Regions from separate parts of the Zea mays genome. Here all the other regions are linked to region 1. A link is a contact called in public Hi-C data. All regions are on one chromosome and are shown on one strand. Each heading gives the region's core, a stretch centred on a gene start, on an enhancer-like site or on the middle of the called end of the contact. The rest is flanking DNA. Distances are from core to core; before and after follow the strand shown.

Region 1 (2,700 bases), core at 125-2,624:
GTGTCAACCCGTGACCTTCATAGCCTGGGGCTTAGCGCGGTTCGTCTTATTATGTCCTGCCATCAATCTACGCACTCGGATCTAGTTCTGATAGGTCAATAGTGTGTCGCAGGATAGAGGCGCACGAGTCATAAATGTGTCGTAGCCTGAGGGGTTTGTAAGCTATATGAGTGTGCCACATTCCGAGTCATGAGTGGGAGGCGGACCGGTGACTTCGCCTTGGCTCGATGCTAGACGTAGTTAATGCAGCCGGTTATTTATAACGGGTCGGTCTCTTATGACGGTTTACTTATGGCGTAGTTAAAGTTTGAATATGGGATGAAAATGAGAAAGTTGCTGGAGATGGTCTTTGGACGGCTGCAGCGTGGTGAAGAGAACCGGATACCGGGCTACCGACTTGCTAAGGCGCCGTCGTTTCTCATCTTTTTCCTTCCGACTTTGACCATGATGCTCCAAAATATTAGTAGTATTTGTCCATGTTTTGCTATCTGGAACGTCACTGCAAAAGCCTTCCTCGTACTATTAGCCATTTTTGGTTGTCAACAACCTGTGTTATGAATAATAAAAAAAAATCAAGAAAACGCAAGTGCAGCAAAGGCTGCAACCATCGCAACGCCCCACACGGCCACAGCTCCATCGTGTCGCGCTCGCGTCCCCGCCGGCGCGCCGGAGAGTGGCTCGTAGTACGACGGGGGCACCGACGGGAGACCGCGGCCATGTGCCACGCCGACCTGAAACCGCATCCCCTTCCGGCAGTGTTCCCCGTCCAAGGCGTCGGAGAAGAAGTAGTTGGTGCCCTCCGCCGTGAGCATCACGACGAGGAACGCCTCCTCCGGCTTCCACCCGCCGCCGCCGCCTCTCGCCGCGACGCCGGCGCTGCAGAACCTGTACGCCGTGGCGTTGGTCGTGTGCACCACCGTGTTGCTGGTGTCCGTCCTGAAGCCTTTGCGATGGATGGAGCATGCCGCCAGCCACACACGTCAGACACGTCAGTACGTAACCAGCGTCGATCGATTGAGCTCCATACAGAAACAGTAGTTTGGACTTGGGCAGGGGAGGAAGCCGAGGATGAGGACTCACTGAGGTAGTCGCCGAGGAAGAAAGTGCGGTTCGCAGCCCAGGCGGAGTAGTTGGCGGCCGAGGCGTTCGCCTTCCAGTCGAAGATCCACCCCGCGCCGTCGCCCACCGCGTGGTTCGTGCCAAACGGCGGCAACAGTGGCGCCGTGGTGTTCTTGGTCGAGCTCGCCGTTGAATTGGTCACGGAGCTCGGACTCGCTGTCGCATTGCCTGCGGCTGCAGCGGTCGATAGGGTGAAAACGGCGATGACGACTACTCGGAACATCACTGTCGTCGGAATGCCCATGTCTAGCATCTGGCAGCACTTGAGAAAGCTGGTGATATATGTATGATGTGCTGCTAATGCCAGACTACAGGCAGAAGCTTCAGATGCAAAATGGGTGTCTACTCTTGTCAGTGAATTCACCGGTTTATGCGGCGGCATCCAGGTGGGGGCGGCGGCCACCTGGCTAGGTACCATGCTGTGGCCGGTGACTAGATCTATGGACTGTGGTAAAATACTTACAATTGAATATAATGATAATTCTGCCTAGGAAATGGTGTTCATCTCAGATCTGTATAAGATAATAAGTTTAAAAAATTACTGCCCAGCGGAACTTGACAGGAACTTTTCACAGTCGTATACTGCTAATGTTGTGTTGAGTGAATCTACAATCGCTCTAGAGCTTCCAGTTCAAGAAAATACTCAGATGATAGTGATTTGGAGCAACGCCAAGCATTTTGTTTCGATAGTTACTGTGTATTTAACCTCACAAATGTCATATTTTTACATACAACAAAGCTGTAGTCGGTATATCATCTTAACAGTTCAGTGTCCGATAGGTGAGTATACTATACTACAACTCAAGTTTCTAAGATGAAATCAAGTTGTGCTGTATGGCAAAAGCCAAAACGCTCCGTAGTTTATGGCCATGTCCTTAGTTTTTGTGTCTCTGTTTTTCTTCTGCTGTACTGGTCATGCCTTTCTAAGGGTGCTTCAAAGTATCCTAGACTTTTGTTCTTCTTCTTCTTGATATAATGATACACAGCTGTCCTGCATGTCTGAAAAATACAACTTAAGTTTCTGACTTCAAACTGCCACAACACTTGAACTCTTGCTGTGAATTGAACCCTTGCAAGGATGACACAGTCACCAAGATGAGAGGGTTCTTTTTTCCAGTTCAGAAACTAGGACTTGTCCTTTGCACTTCAGCTAATTCCGTTCCAGTCTTGAATACAGATCTTCTATAGGAAACTATTACTAACATATTTTTAAAGAAGTCCAATTAACTGCTGTCACCAGATCCATCTTCACTCTTTGAGTCACTTAGCATAGGCATGAACGCTGCAAGAAGAACAGCAACCTTGTTTGCTAGGAACCCTGCAGTGCCAACAAAGAGGTCGGTGGGTGTGAGCGCAAAGCTGTCGCCTCCAGCACCATACTTCAGTGCAACTGCACCTGCAACCAGTACTAGTGATAGTATCAACCATGGCCTCCTTACACCGCTGAAACTTTTTACCGAAGGCTGTGCACCGCCAGCTTCTGAAGGTGAACCGATCACAGGCAAACCATCAACCGATCTTTGGAGCAGCAACAGGTACAGGAACCCTCCAATGCCACCTATCAGGAACGAATAGGCAGCG
Region 2 (2,878 bases), core at 253-2,752, 330 kb before region 1:
GGGGAGTGACTCCATTTCTATTTTTTAGATATTTAATTTAAAATAAAAGAGGAGCGGAACAGCTCCTAAAATCTTTATATAATAATTTACCATAAATAATTAGAATGCTCCAACTCTAAAAAACGAATGGATACAAGCGCTCTCTCGGATGCGAGAGCTCTCCTCCCTCTCCTATCTTCTACACATTCATATAGCTATTCAACCAAATAGATAACGAAGTGGCAACTAAATAAAAAATGGAGAGGCTCTATTCTGTTTGCTAAACACGGAATAGAACAACTCTATTATAAAAAAACTAGAATGGAGCCGTTCCATTTTAGTTGACTCTCCAGCAAAGTTTCGGTGAAACGTCAACTTCTGTAGAATACCATACACAGTGCAAAAGACGACGATGAAGCGAGGTACTCCCTCACTTTTAAATTGCAAGTCATTCCGATTTAGTCAGAGAATGAAAACATCTCAAATTAGATTAAATTTATATAATAAAAGTGTAACATTTATAGTACCAATTAAGTATCATTAGGTCCTTTACCAATTATATTTTCATCCTACGTTCACCGCCTATTTGATGTTGTAAATCCCTGCAATTCGATCTCTCAGCAACTTCGATCAAACCTAAGATATGCTTTGGCTCTTTAAGAAAATTAGAATGCCTTGTAATTTAAAACCGAGGGAATAGTTGCTGAGGGTGATGCGACTTTGAAAATAGAAGCGGCCTTTGGAAAAAGAAAGGAAAAAACAACAACAAATTGAACCAACCTTTGAAAAGCTGACCAAATTAATTGAATACGATTATTAGCGGATCTGGCAAAAAAGAATTCCAGAACTTGAGACCATGATAATAAAAAAACATGACATATGTATTATTAATGGCCATCTATCAGAAGCATGCTCATAAGGGATTAATTGGATATACTGTATCTGGACTCGAGGATGTCGTTGATAAAGTAGTAGCTAAATAAATCAACATACAGCTAGCAAGCAGATGGAGATGAACATGTAAATGTATATAGTAGTATATGCCTCCGCACCACGCAGTACCTAATCCAGCCACCCAGATTGATGTCAAATAAAGCCAGGCCGGGCCGGGCCGCCGCGCGCCAGCAGCTAGCCTCGCTCAGCCCGGCGGCGACGACGGGCGACTAGCTAGCCGAGGTAAATGTGGACGCCGACGGCGAGGAGGAAGATGGCGAGGAGGGCGAAGTAGATGACGGCGTGGATGAGGATGGAGAGGCCGCTGGTCTGGAAGTTGCCGAACTCGATGATCCGGCCCTTGCCGGGGATCTGGAAGAGCAGGCCCGGGGAGAGCAGGATGAAGAGCACCAGCCCGATCAGCACCGGCCCCCAGTCCGCCATGCCGAGATCGATCGGTCGGTCGATGAGCGAAGCACAGCACACTCTCGGCAGCTCTGTGGCGCGGTGGTGGTGGGTGGTGGTGTGTGCTAGGCTGCTATAGCTACCTCTTGCTCCTCTTGTTGGTTCGGTGTGGTAGGGAGAGTGTTGTAGGACCAGTGGAGAGAACGTGCGTTGCGTGACGCGATATATAGCGTAGTGGCATTTTGCTGAGGGCCGAACGGATGGAAGGTTGGGTTCATCTGACTCATGTTGTCTGTCCATGCTGCGTGGGTAATGCTGGTGTGGGTGGCTTCTCGCTTGCCCCTGTCGATTAAAGCCGCGTGGTTTATTTTCTTTAGGACTAATTTGATGACAAGAGAATTAAGGTCTTGTTCGTTGGTGCCGAATTAATGGGTCGAAACAATTCCTAACCGTTACTAGCTTACTTGGACCTTTCGTTCACCGTTAAAATTCCATCATCAGGGAAGCAAGATAGATGTATGTGACACTTGTCACGTCTCTCTCTGACGCAGACATAGTGACTAACTAAATCGAATGTGTTCAGTAGGGTCGAGATGATGGATTTTTGGTTTATCACGGTAGTGATAAATAGCGCTACCACACACTCACGCGCACAACTCCTAAACACTGTCCAGCAAAATAACGTCTAACTTTCATAAATTGTGACACAAAGGAGAAACTATGAACTTTCATAAATAGGGTCACTTTTCTCCCCTTTTTAGGTGCTACCTTTTGGTGATACGTGTGACTGTATATCCTTCTCAATGTTGAGTGAGCCTGTTCTCTTGTCTTTAATCAGTACCAACTTTTACTTATTATATAATGTCTTTGTCTTTATAAATTACAGCTGTATCAGTCCGAACAACGGATTTGAATACGAATCCAACAACCTAAGTTTTCCAAGTAATACATCGTTATCTTCTACCAAGTGTGACCTTGTCAATTGCATGGTGGTTTTACGTGGGTCGAAAGAGAGGTGTCACATCAGTCATCCTAGTTCGTCTTTTTCCCATGGAATCGGCTTTCAGGTGCATTATAGTCCCTTTCAATCTAGCAACCAACGAAAGGCGCTTCTTTTCATTTTGATTCCATTCACCTAACCTGTACAGCACAACCACTATTTACTATTGAATTCTCGCTGTTTTACTTTTTATTAATCTAAGACTCCTAAGTTCTCTTAAGTTTTAACCTCCAAATCTCTCTCTCTCTCTCTCTCTTTATATATATATATATATATATATATATATATATATATATATATATATATATATATATATATATATATATATATATATATATATATATATATACACACACACACGAGCCAAGCCTGGTCGCATCGAATGGGCCGATCCAGGCGGCCCGTATTTATGCACTGCATTTACGCAAGTGTAATAGTTAGTACAGAAATGCGTAACCAAACGTGGGCCATTTGTCCGAACGTGGGCCGGTGACGTGTAACCCGAAAATTGGGGAAGCACATTTAAACAGACAATTACGATATCATAAATCTATGTATAAA
Region 3 (2,808 bases), core at 168-2,667, 410 kb before region 1:
GGTGCCAGCCTGCCAGGCTTCTTGGGCTTGTAGTGGTGGTTGCCCCCAATGCAGAAGCAGGAATCCTTCTTGATGGGTTGGCCTGGACGTGACTGCTTCTTGGCGCCCCCAGTGGAAAGGGATGGGTATTGGGGCAGCGAGAGGGCTCAGCAGAGCTAGTGTAAGGCGACAAGCGCCACACCACTGAGGATGGCTGGACTCACCGCAGCGCATCGCGGTCAGCTACAAGCCTACAATTGCACGTGAGAAGTTCAATGTGCGAGGGTAATGCTGTGTTTTCATAATGCTAGCGCAAGGCGACAAGCTAGGGGGGAAAGTTGCTTGTGGGACTGACAATCTGGGCTATGGATTGTTAAAAGCAGTATCCATATGCAAACAATCTTTAGCTGATCCAAACAGACCCTAAATAGATTCCAGAACTTAGTTCTGAATAAGCATTTAAGTACCTAAGAAAAGGATATAATTCTAAAAGAAATATAACAACGAGGGAACAAAGTACAAGTTTCAACTCAATGTATGCAGAGATCAGAGATCTACAAAAGCAAACCGGTAATGCCTACTATTGATGGAATAACTATCAGTGTCATTTTGCATATAAGATCAGAAATGGCCAATATAATTCTGACAAACAGCGCAAACATTGTTACATAATATTAGTAGTAAATTATGAGAGGGGGGGATATAACCTAGTTCAAAAAAACAACTAAACTTGGGCTGCACTACAAATAATACGAAAAAATTAAACACTGATCGCTACTCGCTAGAGTTGCAGAAAGGTACCTCGATGGTGGTTCCGTTCATGCCACACACAAGCACGTGCGCCTTACTTAGTCTGTTCTAGGAAACAGAAATATAACAGTTAGCTCGGAAAGATGCGATGCATGACGAAAACGACTTGGGGAATAAATTGGGGGAGGTCAAGCGAACTTGCGAGACGGCAGCAATGAGGGGGTTTTCACACCAAAATGCAAGCTTTCGATTTGTAATCTATAATTTATTTATAATAATCAAACACAAAAAAAATGGTACACATCCGAAATAAATAAAATACAATAAACCACCCAAAAGGTAGCAACTTTTAGTGACAGTAACCGGCGCCGTGCTCCAAACAAAGATGGAAGAAAAATAGAGCAAAAATTAGTAAAACGAACAGAAGAAGCAGGGGCGGGGGAACAGACAAGAAAGGGCAAAGACGAGGTCTTTGGCGGCTGCGCACCTCTTCTGGGCATCGACGCCCCAGACGCGGATCTGGCGGTCGTAGAGCGCTGTCTCCTGCGCCGTGAGCTCCCCCTCCGCGCCGCCAGCGCCGCCGCCGCCGTCCATCGCCGCGAGCGCCCGGATCCCGAGCCTGAGACGGCAATCCGGGTTAGCCGTCGAGGAGAGATCGTGTGAGGGAGGAAGGGGGATAAGCTGGCGAGGGTTTTGTGAGAGGAAATTTCTCCCTTTTTGCCCCCTCTTGCCCTTTTGACTTTGGACCGGTGCGCCGTCCACGGGTCTGCGTCATCGAGCCGTCCGTCGAGGACGAACGGAGAGCTGACGGTCCAGATTCACGCTAAGGAAGCTTAGTCTAGTTTTTATTTGGCTTGGGATTTGCTATTTTTTATCGGAATACGTATGACAAATCTTCCTGTGATCCGATCTTTGGTGTGATCAATATAATAACAGGAGTAAGCTTGCGTTTTGGTCATTAGAAAACTAAAAATACTTGAGTTGGAAATTTTGGAGGAATAGTAAAAAATTGATGAATGCAGGCATATACCTACGGAAGAAACATATCAAATCGGCCACAAACTTGGGCAGATGATCCATCAGGAACCAAGAAGACTTCACCGATTGCCGGCCTCGAACACTGGTAGTTCGTGTAAGAAGAAAAAAAGGAGGCCTACGCGGCTCTATTTATTTATGTGCGTAGTGTAAGAAACCGAAAGATAGAAGTTGAAGCATTTTCATCCGTCCCTTCGTTTCCTTTGCACCGAGTGCTCTTGGGATTCTTGAGTGGATGAATGAATGAATGAATTCGACGGAGTGCTTTGCACAGTGACCGTGTCTATCCATCTGATGAAAAACGGAAAGGGAATATTTATCTCTGTTACACGGACCTCTGAATGGGATTCGAAATGTATCCCTTGTGATGTAATCGTCATATGCAAGCAATATGGTGATGTAACCATATTGCTATTCACAAAAAAAACATTATGGCGATGTAAATCATAGTTTTTTTACTGAATATTTATATCTATAACACTATATAATCCAGCAGATAAAATTTTATTAAATCCATTCAACCAAATCACTCTTACAATCAATCTTTCCTACGTATATGTCACACCCGGATTTAAGGAACAAAACCGAATGCATCTCATACATGCGCCAAAGAAGACAACATATATAATAACAGAGTGTATAGAGATAAATGTCACAATAAAATCAGAGTATTTATTACATAGCGGAAGTCTTACAAAATAAAATATAAATATAACAGGATCTAACATCCATCCTTGGCGCCAGAAAGCTGTCTGGGAGACGCCACCTAGATCAAGTCGAAAGCCTCAGTGTTAGGCGGCTCCTCTTCAACCACATGTTCTTCTCCTGTGGGGGGGTGTGAGACAGCAAGAGTGAGCTCACATACGTTCATAGCTCAACAAGTCGTGGTGAATAATGTGCATGAACTCACCAAAGGTTGGAGTTCATGTGGAGTGTAAGGCTGATCAACAAAATAGAGGCTGAGGCTGAGCATTGCTTTTATAAGTTGGTCAAAATTTTATTAGCAATTACTAAGTGTAAGTAAATACCAAACCTTAATAATAA

What was found. Hi-C and Micro-C count contacts between places; a contact is called where the count stands out from the background.
Region 2: a Hi-C map of ear shows a contact between it and region 1, with 3 times the contacts expected there. The contact joins the promoter of LOC100277266 here to the promoter of LOC100286162 in region 1. A contact is called at or near these places in 8 of 25 Hi-C or Micro-C datasets (ear, endosperm, leaf and 2 more).
Region 3: a Hi-C map of endosperm shows a contact between it and region 1, with 2.5 times the contacts expected there. The contact joins the promoter of LOC100284284 here to the promoter of LOC100286162 in region 1. A contact is called at or near these places in 4 of 25 Hi-C or Micro-C datasets (ear, endosperm, leaf and 1 more).

Annotation. Positions count from the first base shown.
Region 1 is chr4:19,531,324-19,534,023 of Zm-B73-REFERENCE-NAM-5.0, forward strand. LOC100286162 (plastocyanin-like domain containing protein) reads right to left here and starts at 1,375. Exons shown (of 2, transcript NM_001159050.2): 1 at 1,081-1,375; 2 at 503-943. The coding sequence starts at 1,372. The coding sequence ends at 573. LOC100384115 (Lipase/lipooxygenase PLAT/LH2 family protein) reads right to left here. Exons shown (of 4, transcript NM_001176703.2): 4 at 1,800-2,700. The coding sequence ends at 2,343.
Region 2 is chr4:19,204,764-19,207,641 of Zm-B73-REFERENCE-NAM-5.0, forward strand. It overlaps LOC100277266, which reads right to left and starts at 1,503. Exons shown (of 1, transcript NM_001320299.1): 1 at 843-1,503. The coding sequence starts at 1,356. The coding sequence ends at 1,147.
Region 3 is chr4:19,117,636-19,120,443 of Zm-B73-REFERENCE-NAM-5.0, forward strand. LOC100284284 reads right to left here and starts at 1,418. Exons shown (of 10, transcript NM_001157179.2): 1 at 1,217-1,418; 2 at 781-832. The coding sequence starts at 1,323.